Regions from separate parts of the Aedes aegypti genome. Here region 1 is linked to region 2. Evidence: chromatin contacts called from public Hi-C data. All regions are on one chromosome and are shown on one strand. The core of a region is the stretch at or near the end of the contact, and the rest is flanking DNA. Distances in the headings are between cores, read along the strand shown. Region 1 holds the start of LOC110677254 (homeotic protein spalt-major). Region 2 has its middle 230 kb from the start of LOC23687430.

The links. Hi-C and Micro-C count contacts between places; a contact is called where the count stands out from the background.
Region 1: a Hi-C map of whole pupa shows a contact between it and region 2, with 6 times the contacts expected there. The contact joins the promoter of LOC110677254 here to the enhancer-like site in region 2. A contact is called at or near these places in 2 of 2 Hi-C or Micro-C datasets (whole body and whole pupa).

Annotation. Positions count from the first base shown.
Region 1 is chr2:473,891,135-473,894,066 of AaegL5.0, forward strand. LOC110677254 (homeotic protein spalt-major) reads right to left here and starts at 1,354. Exons shown (of 5, transcript XR_002501055.1): 1 at 435-1,354.
Region 2 is chr2:473,618,257-473,621,401 of AaegL5.0, forward strand. No RefSeq gene overlaps it. Among protein-coding and RNA genes, the nearest start is that of LOC23687430, 230 kb to the left of the region's middle. Within about 2 kb of position 1,350, at least 3 of the 3 cell types and tissues checked have open chromatin away from gene starts, as enhancers often do.

The sequences.
Region 1 (2,932 bases), core at 104-2,603, 270 kb after region 2:
GAAATCAATGATATCAAACAGAAATTCAATTATTTCAACCATTTGAGCTAATTGGTACGAATTTTTTTGATGAAATCTGCTTTGCGGATATATCTCAAGCATCCTCACAAACTTTCAGGTTCATACTATGTTTAAATCTTTGCTTAAAAATAGAAGTTTCTAGGTGTTTGTCAATACTGTACCGTGCATGATTTGGAAATTTTACATTATTTTCATAGTAATAAACATTCCTTAATGCAAAAAACTTCACAACACACAATTCGACAATAGTTACGACAAACAACGTTCATTTACTGCAGCTTACATTGATATTTGTGCTCCACTACGCATAAATAAAATCGTGTGATACGATGATCAATTTCACCCTTCTGATCAATTACACCCGATTTTACGGTATCATCTATTATTATCAATAAAATAAGCTTTTAAATCACCTTCATCATTGTTTGATTCATCCTTCACTCTTGAGTATCCAACAGAGTCGACCTGAATCATTTCTCAGCACTGTCCAGTTGTTGATATTCTATCAAAATCTCACTTTTATCGGCATTATAAACGAATCTTAGACATGTACATCACTTGTAGTGTATTTTTTAACTATTTATTGCACTAGTTTGATTCGTTTGTTTTAATATCGCTAGTCACACTTCTATGTATGCTGCATTATTTGTGAAAGGTGTCTTCATCTTTAGCACTGCACGTGAAACCGAAATCTTTCAGCCAACTTATCTTCTCGATTGATCATTGAAAACTCATTGGATCACTCTCGGCGTGTCACTCTGCTTGACGTTCCATTACGAACTACCAATGCCGGCCGTGTGCTCGGAGAATAATTGTTTTTTGTATGCTATTAAAAATTCACTCGCTTACGTTTGCGGTTTTCGACCACATCATTCAACAATCAACGCGGTACTACTGATTAAAACTATATGCTAAGCGAGCCATTCGGTCGATAAGTCAAAATCGATTGAATTCGAGACGGAGAGATACATAGAGCTAGATAGACAGAGAGGGAGCGCGCGAGCATACACCCGGTTGTGTATGATGGACGAGCCGATAAAAAACACAAATAATTTTACACTTCACTCTGACACAGCGTTCGAGGATCAAATCTCGGTCGAGAAAGCAATTCTCTTTGCTTTTTTTCTACTCGCTCTTGATATTGTTTTTCTTCTATGATAAAAGAAGGGCGAAAATCTCTCGTGTATCATAAACCGCTCTCCCGCTACAAAAATACGCTAACTTGGCTCCTCTTAGCAGAGATCGCGTTTCCGTAAACTACAAAACATTACTAAACAAACTTCCACATAATATTGACAAAGGAACCAATTACTTCTACGACGACAGCGCTAAGACTGGTCTGACCACTGAACCAACACCACATTGAAAGCCTGAATTTCGCATCGAAGTATGGCTCATCCCCACCCCAATTTTGGTCCATCCCCACCACCAGCCATACGACGTATTTGAACAAACGCTACACGAAAATGCTCACCAATACCATTGTCCAAAACCAACATCATCATCAATGTCTAGCTGTAGTGGAACCAAAAGCAACATGCACAAATGAGAGCGTGAAAATTCCTCTCGAGCACTGCACAGTCAGCATCAGAAACCGAACGTTTTCCACGACACACCATCAGAGCTTGGAAAACTCTCGAGCTGTCTGTCTGTCTGTTGCATGGCGTTTCTACAACGGTGTGCTCAGCGATAGAACATACACGAATCATAATATTTATTGAAGCCTCGTAGTTCTTCTTTTGCTCGCCTATCTTTCATAAAGCATAAACATAAATATAATCAAGGAATTGGACAAACCGTGGCCTCCTGCTGGTGAAAAGGATGGATCGGATGGCGCATTGACCAGAAAAAGACAACATATTGCTCGCGATGGCTCGTAAGGAAGATCCAAAGACGGAGAAGGTGCACCAATACTATGTTTTCGATTCCAATTTCATATACTTGATGTGGCCGTGTGTGCAGTCGTGGAAGAGGGATAGAAGGAAAAATATCATAAACAATTTATTATTATGACAGAAAGGTGGAGTCATTTTGATAATTTCGTTATATTATTAATAAGCACATCGGAAAAGGAGGACCTTCAGGACTTGATCGTGTATTAGTGAGACGTACGAGCCGCGTGCATTTTGGGGTGGTTTTCAAATTGATTTGGCTTGGGGGAGGTTGGTGGTGTTGTTGTGATATGATTGGTTGGAATAAGTGCGGTTTATTGTGTTTTAGATGAGCAAATATTATGATTTTGTTTGTTCGTATCCAAATCTGAATACAAATCATTCGTTGCTTATACTTCAATCTTGTTAATAAATATGATGAAAATAATAATCAATTCTAATTTAGTGGTTCCACAAATTGCACCAGCAGCATTCTCTCATATCGTAGAGGGCAGTTATGTTCTTGAATTCCATTCTGCAAACCACTAATTCTGAAAATATTATAGTACACACGAAAGTGAGGGGTGTTGTAAGTGACAAAAACCTGTTGAGATAACTACTAAAAACTGCGTTCAAAAATAATATTCAAAAAGGTACTGTCTACAAAACACGTAATACAAATTATGTCACGCTAAATTAAGACTTTTTCGAATCCCTTTCTTATCACACTTTTTGAATGAGGCTTCAAAATTTTTTGTAAGAATAATCATACAATACCTGACCACCTACTGCTCTTTGGAGCGTGACATAATTTATGCAGACCTCTGAACGACACGAAATTTGAGCATTTATGACCCTAGTAAAATTTGAGGTAATGTTGAATGAGCATAAGCATGAGCATTAATGCCCATACAATTCGTAGTTGCTACTCCGTGATCGCCATTGCACAAAGAATCAACAGTAGTGGCTTGGGAGTAGTGTGCCATCTTCAATGTACACTTTCCAGTATTTCAAACATTATGAAACCATTAACGACGCCC
Region 2 (3,145 bases), core at 100-2,599:
GCAAATTCAGCAACTTTGCATGTAAAGCAAAAAAAAAAAATGCGATTCCATCATCTAATACTTCAAGTATTCTATCACATGCTGTCTGATCCAACAGATTGTTTTCTCGCTATGGATTTATTGATTTACAAGTATCCTATCACCGAAATTTGTTTTTCGATTTTTAGATATTTGTTAGTGGTAAATCATAGAAAACTAGTTTATTGACGCATCAACTTTACAAAATGTATGCAAATGAAAATCAACGACGAAACGTTAAAAACGTTAAAACGTCCGATTATGAAAACATAGTCCTGAAACTGATCTCTAGCTAGAAAAAAAAAACGATTTTATATACATAGACCATTTGATTTTGGTATGGTTTTCATATAATAGCCTATGATGACAACGCTTTAACTTAGAAAAGGTTTCAGCTAAGTTTCTTAGCAATTCCAATTACTTGATTAATAAAATTAATAAAAGGTATCTTGATAAAACCAGGTGATTTAAATCTCGCTTCTCCTATGTACAGCATCAGGGAAATGTAGAAAATCATTTTGCGTTTAAAACATATAAATTGAATTTGGATAGATAAATTTTGGCATGTATATTTATATAGAATAATTTGCATTTGAGTTGCAGCCCAAATGCAATCAACTTTGTACTCGCCAAACTGAGCCATTCAAACTATTTCGGTCTTCTTGCTTAACTCATCTCTTGTGACGATGCAAGGCAACGAAAAATTAACCCCAAGGGTGAAATTACCGATCACGCGATTGGCGATGATGCCGTCGATGATTTATTTTAATAGCATGTTCAATAAGCTAAGGAATTTTTGCAAGGAAAATAAATAGCTATACCAATGCTCACGGATCGATATAGCACTACTGCTCGGATGGTTCGCCGAAGGAACGGTCGAAACGGTTGTATACTACCATTGCATATTCGTGTCGATATTCATATTCGATTTTGATGTAATGATAAATATAAAAAGATAAGATACACAACCCAAGACAGCGTCGGTAATAACAGAAATAATAATCGGCATCGAGCGCAAAGAGCGAAATACACTCCGCCCCTTTTTCTTCAACCGAACGAAACGAAACCCGACGGCCCCGATTGACATGAGCGACGGTCTCAATATGTATGGTGGTCTACAATTTGCACAAGCTCTGAAACCCTGGAACCGACGGGTGGGATATCTTGCAGCTCTTCATGTAACACAACACACGAGATGAAATCCTAATGTCATCATTTTAATATTTAATATACATATAAATGATGTACCCTTTTGGCTGGTCGCTGTTGGCGGGAATTGCCGGTTCGCAGGATCAGAACTGGTCTCTTCAGATGTTCGTGCGTATGCGAGAATGTATTTCTGAAGTAGTTTGCGAGAGCAACCATCGAACATCGTGGGTATGTGTGTTTGAACGATGCACTATTAAAATTATTGATTTTTCACTCTCCGGTTTCTTCTTTCACGAGTGCCCAGATCTGGAGCTCTCGGTATAGCAAGAGCCTTTGCGAATACTCTTAGCAAAGACTGGGTTCCATGACACCTATTGGTGTCCTACCCCTCCCACGTGCTGAAGACCCTCAGAATGACGAATGAATCATAATCAGCGGAGAGTTCGAGGTTTTGCTGTAACGAAAACAACGATAAAAAACTAGCTCTTAGCCTCTCAACCTTGCCGCGAAGGTAGTGTACAAATGCAGAAACCGAAAGACCACTGAATCTAAAGTTTTCGGTGCGATCAAATTTAATTCCAGTTTGCGGCAATTCGTGCAATGGTGTGAGTTGCGACAATACTTTCAAACATTTTTATGGTTGAACCAACACTACTAGATTTCAAGTGGGCGTGTCCTTCCCCTCTGATGCACACAATGCAATTGATGACTACACACATATCAACCTGGATTGTTTTATAGTTGCCTCGATTGAGGGGAAATGTACGCTTGTATGCAGAGGGGAAATCGTATATCGAAATGTGTACGGCACAGTTGTGTTGGAATTTGGTCTTATATGAATTCATAAATATGCATACACGAACACTGGAAACATGAAGAAGGTGGTCTCTTTGAATTATGATTTGTTTATTAATTTTCTTTTATTACACATTCTCTTCCGACGGCTAACGAAGGCTTGCAGAACAACGACGCTGGTTGGTTCCCGGAATGGTGGCTCTCTTACACACATCGGGCAGAGCCTGGCGAGATTTGAGCGGTATTTTGCGGTGGCCCAAGGCAGTCCGGATGGAGTTGCATAAGAGAGAACCCGTTTCTGCAGGAACTGAATGTACCTTGCTTGCAGGCACTACTGTGATGAGCCTCAGCTGCGACGGGTGCCAGTGGCGTATGCAATTCATACGTAGTAGTAAAGATGCTACGCACTTTACAATTAGATTTATCGATTGAATTGGGATATCAATAATCAACATTAGTATTATAACTGAAATAATATAATATAATCAATCAAACCAACATATCGATTCTGAAGAGATGCTTCAAAACAGGTTGCAATATGCATAATTTAAATAAACTTTATTGAGGAAATCGTTTTAAATTTTTATAATTTAAAAATCATAGTATTGCTACAAACTTTGACTGAAAGTATAAACTACATTGGATTGTGCTAATTTTTAAAATTCTACTTCATTTTGCCTGAACAAAGATGTGCAAAACTCGAAAAACACTGAAAATTAAAATTCATACAACAATCATTGTTCTATGATCATTTATTTCACCAAAAGGAAATAGTTATCATTCTCTAATGTACTCATAAGACGTTTAAACAACATACGAAAAGTCTGTTTGCTTTTTATTTGGATTTGCATTTATTGTCGAATATATTTCTTTTGTTGTTTTTTATTAATTTCAGAATATATCCAAAGCATTAAGCATTTCGTAAATCACATAAGAATATGAATAAAATCTGGGATGTAGGAATTCATCCTTATTACAAATTATAATCAACGATTAAATAAAAATAGTTATTATTTGAATTAGAACCGAATTTAGAACTTTTCAATTCCCTTAGAGTTTGTATCATTTGACAGATACGCGTGTTTCGACCTTAACTGTAATGTCGTAATCATTGAAATTAAATGGAATACAGTATGGCCCATGAAAAAATGCGAAAATTGAATTTAGCATTCACAAGCATTAT